Linked DNA regions of Pan troglodytes: region 1 is linked to region 2. The links are chromatin contacts, called in public Hi-C maps. All regions are on one chromosome and are shown on one strand. The core of a region is the stretch at or near the end of the contact, and the rest is flanking DNA. Distances in the headings are between cores, read along the strand shown.

The links. A called contact is a pair of places that touch in the nucleus more often than the background predicts.
Region 1: a contact with region 2 is called in a Hi-C map of stem cell-derived neural progenitor cells, with 4 times the contacts expected there. The contact joins the promoter of TEAD1 here to the enhancer-like site in region 2. A contact is called at or near these places in 1 of 7 Hi-C or Micro-C datasets (stem cell-derived neural progenitor cells) and 1 of 1 datasets of contacts at active chromatin or transcription factors (stem cell-derived excitatory neurons).

Annotation. Positions count from the first base shown.
Region 1 is chr9:16,826,870-16,833,181 of NHGRI_mPanTro3-v2.0_pri, reverse strand. TEAD1 (TEA domain transcription factor 1) reads right to left here and starts at 1,736. Exons shown (of 13, transcript XM_054662118.2): 1 at 1,322-1,736.
Region 2 is chr9:16,439,374-16,445,591 of NHGRI_mPanTro3-v2.0_pri, reverse strand. MICAL2 (microtubule associated monooxygenase, calponin and LIM domain containing 2) reads right to left here. Exons shown (of 36, transcript XM_016920387.4): 28 at 2,001-2,078. Among named protein-coding and RNA genes, the nearest start is that of PARVA, 91 kb to the left of the region's middle. Within about 2 kb of position 1,416, at least 10 of the 24 cell types and tissues checked have an H3K27ac peak or open chromatin away from gene starts, as enhancers often do. A contact at or near this core is called in stem cell-derived neural progenitor cells, where this site is marked.

The DNA of each region.
Region 1 (6,312 bases), core at 487-2,986, 390 kb before region 2:
TTAACAGACCTTTCTATCCCAAGACCTGGGCTCCTTCCAAGGCACTGTTTTTAAACATGGCCTTTTTACATTCCCTGCTCCTGGAACATCATCTGTCTCTAAGTTTCCAGGGCTCACTGAGGTCAATTTTCATTTCTGCAAATCACAGGAAGCCACTTGCTTCTAAGAAGTTAACAAGCCTCCTGAGAAACGCTGGTGGCTGGTATTTCATTGTTTCATAAATATTTTTACATAGTGACACTATCCAACTTTAAATAAATCTTTTAAAAAAGGCAATTTAAAAGCAAAGAAAATTCTGATCTGGATTTCATTTATTTTCATGAGAGGGGAGGTGTGAGCCCTCATTGTTTTCGACTCATTAAAAATATTGCTTTGATTTTTTAAAAATACAAACGTTATTTTTTTAAAAAGAAGAAAAGTCACAGAAGTTGAACTTTCTTTAAAGCGGGACTCTGGACTTTTGAAAACAAGTGTTGCTGTTACGAACAAAGACTAGAAGTGTACCCAGATTTTCTCCCCCCCGGGGATCATTTCTCTTCCAATCAACAAACAAATCCCCCAGTATTTCCTACCGAAAGGGAAGGGAAGTTTTCCAGGGAGAGTCTCCTCCTGGGTTTGGTGGTAACTGCGACTCAGTCTTTTTTGGACACAATGTTTCTGCTGACTCCTGAAAATTTTCCACTTGAATGTGCAATGAAGCGGCGGCGGCAGCGGCAGCAACAGTCCTGGAGAAGCGGCAAAGACGACCGTGCCCTTTTTCATCTTTGAGAAGAAGGAGCGAACCCCCCGCCAGCGGCACAAGTCTGCGCAGACCCGGGCCGGCCTCGGGGGTACCCGGCGCCGGGGGACGGCGGCGAAAGCAGGGGGGTGCGGGCCGGCTCCGGGCTCCGAGGCGGCGGCTCTGCCCGCCCGCGCTCGCTCCGAACTTCTGGCTCCCCAGCGCACCCCGTCCAAGGCGCCCGAGAGTGTGTGCGTGTGTGCGCGTGCAGGCGGCGGGAGAGGGGGCGCGCGGGGGGCGCGGCGCGGCCGGCCGGGCGCCTCCAGGGCCGCCGCCGGGGGCCGCCTGTTGCCGCGCGGGCTCCCAGCGCGCGGCCCAACTTGGCGTCCTGGCAAGTCGCGCGGCGGCGCCCGGCCGCTCACCTCGGAGGGGGCGCGGGGAGGCGGGTGTGGGGGCCCGGCCGCGGCCCTCCGCGTGCCCGCCCGCCGTCGCACACAAAGCAGAGCCCGCAAAGAAAGAGCGGCCCGCGAGGGACGCGCCGCCGGCCCCCCGCTGCCCCGTGCGCCCCCCGCACCCCAGCATCCGCCCCGCGCGCCAACTTACCTCGGCCCAGGGAGCCGCCGCAGCGCCCGGCGAGTCCGAGGCAAACTTCGGCGCCGCTTCCCCCGCCCTCTGCTCGGTGCCCGGCTCCCTCCCCGGCTCCCGGTCCCTGGGCCCGGCCACCCCACCCCTGCCTAGCACCGCTCCTGCCCCGGGGCCGGCTGGCGCGCTGGGCTGCTGCCCGCGCTCCGGGCAAAGGTGGAGGGGTGGGGGGGCGTCACTGCATGGCCTGTCCCTGGACGCGGCCGCCCCGGGCCCGGGCCCCGCCGCGTGGAATGGCCCGCAGGGTGGAAGCGAGTCTGCAAAGTGCTTGGTGGGCGCCCGCGGCGGGCGGCGGGGCCGCGGCGGCGGCAGCAGAGGCTCGGCTCGGCTCAGGCGGCGCGGCGCGGCGCGAGCGATGCTAAGAATGTTCGGAATGAGGACAGGAATGAAATGAACGCCAGGACCGAACTCGCTCCGGAGGGGTGGGGCCTCGGTGACGTCATGCGGCCTGCCGCCCGGGGCTGGAGGCGGGGCCTGCCGCCGCCGGTGACGTCATGGGGAATCGGGGCGGACCGGCGCGGCTGCTTCGCCGTTGGGGCGCGGGCTTTCGGCAGCTGGGCGGAGTCTCGCGCCCACGGGGGAGCGTGGCTCGCGCGGGAGCCGCCCTCCGTCTCCCGGCGCGGGCTCCGGGCTTTGTCCCGAGCCGGGGCGGGGCGGGGCGGGGCGGACGGGAGCTGTGCGGCTTGGAAGTCCCTGCGCTCGCGCGAAGAACTCTGGAAGCCTGGGTTCCTTCCAGGGGGCAGGCGCCGAGGCAGGAGTTATGCGCGACGCGCCTACCGTGCCTCAGTTTCCCTAGTCCGGGACGCGGAAGCGCGGGTGACTGCGTTGAGTGCTCCCGGACTCGCGGAAGTCTGCAAGTGTAGGGTAGAGAAGTTGCCTTTCTGGTGATGCAGATTATTGCTCTCGAGCGCGGTGGACGCCGTCTCCGGGCCAGATTCCCAGCCTGCCATTTCTTCTCTTCCCTTTCACTTTTATAAAAGTTCACAGCTCTCACTCAAGTCGAAATCTGTCTTACGGTTGGGAAAGGAAAACCTTTAGCCTAGCAGAGAAGGATAATTACAGAGTTCGTAATAAACCTGCCCTGCTAGCAAGGTCTTCTCCAAGTCAGTTAAAAAACTAAGTTCACTCATCTCTGCCGGTTGTACTTTTCAAAAGTAACTTCCTAAACTTTAAAATGCTGCATCCGGCGACTTTAAGTTAGCCCTTTCTTTATTGAGAAACTTCATTTCATTATTAAAGGAATCATTTTAACCCTGCCATTGGAGGTAGTGACGCAAAAGTGACATAGACCCAGTCGGTAAATCAGAAAACGGGTAAAATCGACCCACTGGGGACAGAACCGTCTAAAGTTTCGGGTGATTGTTATAATTATTTAACAAACTGCAAAGCAGTTCCCGCACAGTGGACCTCATTCGTTCTAGGCACTTGGCTCTCTTTTCCAGCTGAGGCCTCAGGATTAAATAACAACATATTTTGTGCCCGAGGAATCCCTATATCCCTATATGTGGGTAACTGAGGAGACTAGACTGTGACTGACTGCAACACATTTCTACAAAACATAACTTTTACTAATACATTGTTTTCCTTTTTTTTTAATTTTTATTATTTTTTTATTTTATTTTTGGAGACAGGATCTTGCTCTGTCACCTAGGCTAGAGTGCAATGGTGCGATCTGGGCTCGCTGCAGCCTCGACTCCCTGGAATCAAGCCATCCTCCCTTTTCAGCCTCCCGAATAGCTGGAACTACAGGCACGCACCACCACGCCTAGCTAATTTCTAAAATTTTTTTGTAGAGATGCAGTTTCACCATGCTGCCCAGGCTGATCTCAGACGCCCGGGCTCAAGCTGTCCTCCTGCCTCGGCTTCCTGAAGTGCTGGGATTACAAAAGTGAGCCACTGCACCCAGTCTTATTAATACATTTTTAATTTCAACTCTTGAAGTAATCGGAGTAACAGGCAGTTGTAAAAAATAATAATAAATCGTTTGTTCACTTTGCCCAGTTCTCCCCACTGGTAATGTCTTCCAAAACTCTAATACAGTATCACAATTGGGATATTGACATTGATACGATCCACCCATCTTATTCAGATTTCCTCAGTCTTACTTGTACGTATTCGTACGTGCCTGTATTTAGGTCTATGCAATTTCCTGACTTGTGTAGGTACCACCACAGTCAAGTACAAGTGCATTTTATTTCTAATTCATAGGCAATGATAAGGTAATACAGTGAGGTTCACAGTAATGAACCCAACCACCTTGGCACTGGTTTTTGGAAATGTGTTAGAAAACACATAATTAATTTGGCATTAAAACTGTACTAGGCATATCTCTCTCCAAATGTCATCTTCTAAAAGCACCAGATAAATTTCGATGGCAGTGCCAACCAGTTAGTAGGGTTTCTAAACCACTATTTGTTGGCCCAGTATACCTGGGCACCTTTCAGACTAGTTCCTGTCTTATAGCCACTTTGCAATACAATATCTCCCTCATTCCAGACTGAATTAAGGAAAAATTCCTTGGCCTGGGATCCAAAGTTCTTTATGACATGAGTGACTTTTTGACCAGTATTTTCTCCAACTTCTCCCGTGTGTAAATTTTTTGAGACTCACCTTAAAAACCTCTTCCTCCGTGAAGACTGCTAAACTAAATATTTCCTCTCTAGGACCCTTGAAGCGCCTTGCTCCAGATATGCTTCTTGTATTCTGTTAGTTACCAGCATATGTGTGTTACTGGTGATGCCTACCTATCTGAGCCCCTGGAAAGTGGTCTGGGTCTCATGCAGCTAAGTATGCCCTGCCCAGGACATACAAATGGGAAGTGACTCTCATTGTCATCTCTCCACTCTTCCAAATGCTTTCACTCTCCTCAGCCACCTTGATCAATGCATAGGACCAGTGCATGGATTTAGGGCCCCAGCACCTAAGGGCAGGAACATTAACTGCAACCTGCTAAAATGGCAGCAGATACCATATACTGCGTCCATGCTTAGCACTTGGCATTTTACATTTGCCATCTCAATTAGTTCTCACAGAACCTGTGTAAAGTAGTAATTAGTACCCCCAGTTTACACAAGGGAAAAAATGAGATGTTAGGGAGGCTATATAACTTGTCCATGGTCACATAGTCAGAACCTGAATTCCTTCTGACTCATGTTTATAACCTGTATTCATAACCCCTGACCTCTACTGTCACCAAAGCTGAAATGAATATAAATCAAAGCAGTGGAATGCCAGGCACTGATCTAAGTACTTTCCAGGTATTACCTCATTTGATCCCCACAGCCACCCTATGAGGTGGTTACTATTATTAGTCTTATTTTATAGATGAACGAGCCGAGGACCGGAGAGATGAAATAACTCGATCAGGGTCATATATTTAGTGAGTGCAAAGCAAAAATTCAAACCCGGGCAGTCCAGCTCCAGATTTCATGCCCTTAGCCTCCCACTGTATTGTATTAGCTGCTCCCACTTAGCTATTGTATTAGCTGCCCACTGCAATGAAGGCAGAAGATCAATGTCCACAGGGGTGACTTACCTGGAGATGTAACAATCATGTATATCACTAATGATACAAAAGGGTTCATTTCCCCCCACCAGTTCTTACCAAGAAAGAAGCTGAAACAGTGGTCTACTTAGTGGTAACAAATCATGCTGAGACAAACTCTTGAGTCAGCCTGAAGCTAGGAAGGAGAGCCAGAGCCAATGGGTTAGAATTGACCCTAAAGTTGTACCTGGCTCCAGAAGATATTGCTTTGGAAGACAAGGAGAGATGTATTAATAAGGATGATACTAGTTACCTCTTTTCTTTTCTTTTTTTTTTTTTTTTGAGACAGTCTCTCTCTGTCACCCAGGCTGGAGTGCAGTGGCGCCATCTAGGCTCACTGCAAGCTCCGCCTCCCGGGTTTACTTATGCCATTCTCCTGCCTCAGCCTCCCGAGCATCCTGGACTACAGGCGCCTGCCACCACGCCCGGCTAATAGCGCCCGGCTAATTTTTTATATTTTTAGTAAAGATGGAGTTTCACCGTGTTAGCCAGGATGGTCTCGATTTCCTGACCTCGTGGTCCACCCGCCTCGGCCTCCCAAAGTGCTGGGATTACAGGCGCAGGCCACTGCACCGGCAGAAGTCCCACTCTTAATAATACACCAAAGAGAGACTCAGATGCATATGCACCAGGACACATGTGCAAGAATATTCATTGGACATTTTTGTAATAACCCCAAACAAGAAACAACTGCAATGTCCACTAGTGCTAGAAAGGATAAATGAATTGTGATATAATCATACAATGGAATACTATACAGTGATGAAAATGAATGAACAACAGCTACATGCAATGACATGGGTGAATCCTTAAAATATACTGAGTAAAACGAATATGAAATAAAATAATCCATATAGTACAATTGTTTTTATATAAAGATTAAAAAAAAGGAAAATTTAACAGCATTGTTAAAGATACATATTTAGAAAGAAGAAAAAAATTCAATAGAAGAACAAGAAGAATGGCCAACAAATCTGGGGTAGTGGTCATCACTACAGGGAGGGTGTTGTGATGAAGAAGGAAAACACAGGAAGGAGGCTTCTGAACTGCTGGCAATGTTTATTTTTGCCTGGTTGCATCATGAATGCTTACTATGATTCATGAAGCTATGTATTTATTTTAAACACGCTTTTCTACTATTGTATTAATATTTCACAATTTTGGGAGGGGGAGACAAGGTCTCACTGTGTCAACCAGGATGAAGTGCAGTGGCGCCATCTTGGCTCACTGCAGCCTCCACCTCCTAGGCTCAAGTGAGCCTCCCACCTTACCCTCCTGATTAGCTGGTACTATAGGCATGCACCACCATGCCTGGCCAATTTCATGTGTGTGTGTGTGTGCTCCCCTACTGGTTTTGAACTTCTGGGCTCAAGTGATCCTTTTGCCTCAGCCTCCCATAGTACTGGGA
Region 2 (6,218 bases), core at 167-2,666:
CTTGTGCTACCTCCTCTCTGGGCCCTCTGGCAGCAGCAACCTTTCTCGTAGATCCTAGAGGTCATCTGGCAGCATGATCAGCTGGGGAGGGTGCCCAGGGCAGCCACATAGCCCCTCCGGCCCTCCCACCTGGGGCTTGGGGCCAGAACCAGCTGTGATGGGGCAGTAATGCCTCTGGACAGGAGGGATGGTACCATGCATTCTGCTTCCAATGGCAAGGCCAGCCCTGCTCCCTGAGGTTTTCTTCTGGGCAAAGAAAAGACAATAAAAAAGATGGCTCTCGTGGCTTTCAGCTCTGGGGATTTTCCGGAGACTGGGACTCCACGGTGCAGCTTCCCAGAACTTGGAGGTTTTGCAAGGCTCAAATCCCTCTCAAAGTCTTGGAGCGCCCTCTAGGGGCGGCAGCCTGAGCAGGCCTGAATCCATGTCCTCCCTTTGTACTCAGTCCAGCCAGCTGGCTCCTTGGTTCCTTACTTCATTCATTGATTCAGCAAACAAGGATTGGGTTCCTCCTCCGGGCCAGACCATGCTAGACACTAGGCTGATTGAAATGATCAAAACACAAGCCCTGCCCTCAAAGCAGCTTTCATATACTCTCGAGAAACGCTGTGCAATACTCCTTGATAACTAAAGGCTGAGTTTCCCAGGCCCATCCCAGACACCATGGGGCTGTTCAGCAGTCCTCTTGTTCCTGCACCTCCCCCAGCGACCCAGCCCTATTGGGAGGGTCTCCCACCAGCCTCCCTGCTCTCGCCCCAGGCTGGGAGCTTCCTGAGGAGGGACTGATCCCCCACACTGGTGGCACACAGTAGAGTGGGCTGGAAGCCTTGGGATGGACCCTACACCCATACAGTCCGGGCCTGGGCAGCAGGCTTCCAGGGACTTGGGGAGGGTCAGAGCAGGGCAGTAAAGGCGATGACCCATGTGTGGCAATGCTAGCTCCTCTGCCCTCTGCTGTCGCCGCTGGGGGCTGTCAGAGGATTCAGGAGTGACTCTAGGCTGTCCCCAGATGAAGTGGCCTGCCCAAGAGTGCAGCCCTGGGTCCTGCTCCCAAGGTGCCCCTGTCCCAGCCTGACCTGGTGTGACGGTGGTGCGTCTGGGGATGGTGGGGGAATGACTCACTGGCTGGGAGCCTTGACTCAGAAGGAAGGAAGACCAGGGCTCAGTTCCAACTGCAACAACATTTCTTGGTAGAAACCCCTGTCTAAGCCAAGGCCTTTCTGGGTCCTCCTTTCCTAGGGTGAGGCTGGAGAGGGAGTGGGTGTGGGGGGAGGTGGAAGGCAGCGATGAGCCTGGAACTGGATGAAGAGTCTCTGCCCCTCGCTCAGGGCCTGAGGAGGTAACTCTGCTCAGTAAGTGCTGCAGTCCCTGGATCCCTGGCCTGCCTAGATGCTGTGAGACTGTGCGTGTTCACTGCGCCCCCTGGCAGGGCCTGCTGCCTCAGCACCTGCCGCAGCCCTGCTCTTCCCCAGGACACTGGGACCAAGGGTGACTCAGAAAAAGGAGCAGGTATGTACGTGTGTGTATGTGTAGGGGTGTGAGTGTGTGTGCGTGTGCATGTGTGTGTGGATGTGTGGGTGTCTGTGTGTAGCATCCTGTTTTGTGTGAGGCCGTTAATCTGATGCCCCAGTCTCACTCCAGTGTACAGAATCAAATCATAGAGTTCCTGAACCTCAGTTTACTCATCTGTATTTCAAAAAGCTTAGAGGCGATGATGGCTAAGGCCCTGTCTGGGTGAAACTGTAGAATCCTAAGGCTCCATAATTCCTGAGCCAGGGGTGGGGTGGAGGGGGATGGGAAGATCTTGAGTCCCTTGGAAAAGGCTCCCTCTAGTCAGCAGTGGAAATAAAGTCAACCTTATATTTTATTTCTTGCCTCTGACAACCAGGAGCCATGCCAGAGAGATACCATGTAAGGAATGAGAACAGCTGCCCCTGAGAATTAACCAGAGATCTTCTGCCCAGCCCCAGCCTCCCATCCCCAGAGAGCTAGTGACTCACTCCACCAGAATTCTCTCCTCCAGTTCTGGTATTTGCTTGGGGTTGGAGACTGGAAGCTATTGGCCCGTTGCAGAGCTGCTGTGGAAAAAGAAAGGGACAGGGAAGATGGGGTGGGAGGAAGAGTCCATTAAATGTGTAGAGAAAGTAGGAATTTATCTCCTATAGCTCAATTACCACAAGTCAATAGACTAATGATTATAATAGATTGAACCCTCTCCTTCCCTCACACCATACTGCTGTCCCCACAACACACTCTACCAAACTTTTCATTTGTTCACACATCAAATATTTTTGTGTTTTTGTTTGTTTGTCACCAGGCTGGAGTGCAGTGGTGGGGTCATGGCTCACTGCCCCGTCGACCTCTTGGGCTCAAATGATACTCCCACCTCAGGCTCCCGAGTAGCTGGGACTATAGGCATGCACCACGACACGCAGATAATTTTTTAATTTTTATTTTTTATAGAGACAGGGTCCCACTGTGTTGCCCAGGTTGGTCTCAAACTCCTGGGCTCAAGTGATCCTCCCACCTTGGCCTCCCAAAGTGCTGGGGTTACAGGCATGAGCCACCACACCTGGCATCAAATATTTGAGACCCTGCTATGGGACAGGTACCACCCTCAGAGAATGCCTCAAATTATGAACCATCATTACTAAGATCATCAGTAAGCATCTACATGCATCTATGCGTATATGCATATGTGTAGACATATTTATACAGGCATGTGTACATACATACATGCACATATTCATTCATGTCAGAACAGTTATTTAAAGCTAAGGTCATCACGGGCCATCAATGTTCCATATATGTAATACATTAAAAACTGGAGCTGCTCTGATTGAAGCCAGGAAGCTGCAGGAAGTTCTACTCTCTGCCTCCCCTTTCCCCACAGAGCCCCCCAAACCCTTTGGAAACCAGGTTTAATTGAGGCTGTGGACCATCATTGCTGTGGCCCTCCCTTGGCCTGGTTCCAAGGGAAACATATTTGCGGGACACTGTACTTCCTGTGGAAGACCCCTCTGCCAGCTGGGCCTTGAGGATTAGCTGAGCCAAATGAACATCACATGCAGAAGAAAAACAGGTCTTGGTCACTTAGGGTGTGAGAGTGAGCAGTGGGGTCCACGTGTTCCCTGTTCCCATGCAAGGCCTGCAGATGCATTCTCAGGCTTCAGGCCCCTGCACCTCCATCATTGCTGGAGAGAAAGGATGGGGACGGTGAACATCTGAGTGTGCACACAGGCAGGGCCAGGAAGCATGAACGGAAAGGAAGCCCAAGGGCATGATGTGGGTGTGGGAGATGGACGCAGGGAGGGTCTGAATCCAGGACCCTAAATCCAAGGCCCAGCTAGCCCAGCCCTCTGTCTTTCTTTCTGTCTAGAAACAGTCCTAGATATTCCACTCCCTGCCAGGTCTCACAGTGGAACTCTTTCTTAGCAGCCAGGCTATGGAGCACAGGTGTCAATTACTACCTGGGGGCTTTCCTTCCTCAAGACCAGCTCCTTCAGCTCCTCTCTCTCCCTTACTCCATTTGTGAAAATGCCTTTGCAAAAATTATAACTGAGAAAATTATGACAGTGACAGAGATCTGACTTAACCAATCCCTCTTGCTTCTAACCTCCACCCTGTCTTTGTTCATTCCTGGGCGTAGGCTGAACTAACTTTGGGAGGAACTTAGTTTATAGTTTAGTTTGGAAACAAAGATGATAACAGCTCTTTCCCCAAACAAACCCCCTTCCTGCCTGGGGACAAGACTGCCTTTGCAGGACTAACAAATTAGCCGCAAGATTAGAAATTGTGGTTTAAGAGTCATGCAGCTGGAAGTTGCAAGATTCTGAACCTTCCCAAATTGCATCTTGAGGCTAACATCACTATTGTAAAGCCTAAGATCAGTGCTTGGGATATTTTGCAGACCCTGAGCTCAGAGGATCAACTGGCACCACCTAGATTGATAAACTGGCTCATCTGGTCTTTTAGCCCCCACTCAGGAACTGACTCAGTGCAAGAGGACAGCTTTGACTCCCTATGAGTTCATTTCTGACCTGACCAATCAGCACTCCCCATTTTCCGAACCCCTTCTCAACAAATTATCTTTAAAAACCCTGATCCCCGAGTTTTCAGGGAGACTGATTTAAGTAATAATAAAATTCTGGTCTCCTGTACAGCCAGCTCTGTGTAAATTAAACTCTTCTTCTATCGCAATTCCCCTGTCTTGAGAAATCAGCTCAGTCTAGGCAGCAGGCAAGGAGAACCCGTCGGGTGGTTACATTTGGAGGCGCTTCATGTCTGCTCTGTCTGGCAGGCTCCCAATCCCACAGGCCTGCTCTCAAAATCAAGCCCATGGGTTTGAGGAGGAGCCTGTGTGGATGGGCACACAGTCTTCCCAGCTCCCCATGAGGAGATGAATAGCCCACCCCCCAATTGCTGGCTGCCTGGGCTTTCCAGGCTGGATGTTTTCCATAAGGAGCAAGCAGGTCTTAAGCACAGCTACATCCTGCTGGCCAAAGCTAGCCTCTTAATCACTTAATGAAGACATTTCTAAAAAAAAAAAAATTGCATAAAGCTCTAATTGCTTCTTCTTAGCTTGTAACTTTGTGGAATGCAAGCTATTGGAAATGGCTAAAGTTCAAGAGAGATTTTCCATCACTGGTGTTAATAGAGCACACATGCACACATTTTTACCACAGTGGGAACAATAGGGTGGGTAGTAATGACTTCATCTAGTAATGCTGAGCAGCATAAAGTGGGCTGATCCCTTCTTTTTAGCTTATATTCTATGTGTGTTTATTTATTTTACAGGAGCACTTTCAGAGATCTTAGTGCATGACCCACTGTAAAAGGAGTGAGAGGGTATTTTCCCATGTGGTGCTGATGATATCATTTTATTGTTACAAACTGATAAGTGTCCTCCATATTCCATTGGACCATCCTGTTATCAAATTATTGCCAGAAAAAAAGATGGATAAATATCAATTCCTCTAAGCCAGAATAATTCGGGGCAGGTTGTTCTCCTAAATCTAATTAGTTTATAGCTAAGAGTCCAATGCACTAGATCGATTCATTTAGTTGCTTGGGTGTGGATTTCACAATGAATTCATCTAGGAAGGCCTTCCATAAAAGCTGCATTTCTGAAATTCCCAAAGTGTAGAACATGGTCCACTGTGTCAAAGCCCCTGGGGACGCTTACACAGAATGCACACACTTGGCACCACTCCAGACCCACTCAATCTGAATTTCTGATGGTGAGAACCTGGGAATCTGCCTTTTAAACAAGATTATCACGAATCACTGACCCTGATGTTTTAGGGGGCTTTCTGCAGCCTCCATAACATAGGGTGTGAGCTGTATTTCAGGCCATCCTCTTGGGCATGCTCTGTGAACTTTGAGGATGTAATAAGTTTCTTCATGTGCCAAGGTAGTCCCCGAAGTCTTTTTAAAAATTGTGGAAAATAATATACATAATATAAAAATTGTTACTTATACATTTTTAAGTCTAGATTTCAGTGACATTAAGTACACTTACCCTGCTGTGCAGCCATCACCACCTCACCACCACCCATCTCCAGAACTCTGCCCTCATCCCAAACTGATGTATGTCCTTTTATGACTGGCTTATTTCCCTTAGCAGCATGCTTTGCAGGTTCATCTAAGTTGTAGCACATGTCAGAGTCCCTTCCTTTTAAAGTCTGAATAACATTTTGCTGTATGGATATACTGCGTTTTGTTTATCCATTTGTCTGTTGAACATTTGATTTGCTTCCCCCTTTTGGCTAATGTGAATAATGCTTCTATGAGCATGGCTGGACCAACGTAGAGTCTTTTTTTTTTTTTTTTTTTTTTTTTCAACTCCACACTGCAACCAGGAGTCTTTTCAAAGCAATATCCTGGTCTTGTCTGGCATTCCCTTGGTCTACCTTAGAGGCATTTATCCAGGTGAGAATTGTGGTTAATGAAGCTCCATAAAACCCACACAAGGGGTCAACCCTGCATTATTTGGTAAAGTGATGGGGTTACCATAACCAGCAGCACAAAGCACAGCACTTAGACCTGTGCCAGAGAGCTTAACTGTACAATGTGGTCCACCTAGCAATGATAAAACAATGACTGATGAAGACTAACTCAACAAAGAATTGTTTGAGAGTCACGCATTCTACCCACTTACCTACTCTGTATTTTATTCTGGAGTTAAACTGGACTGTCAGAAACAAAATGCTTTGGCT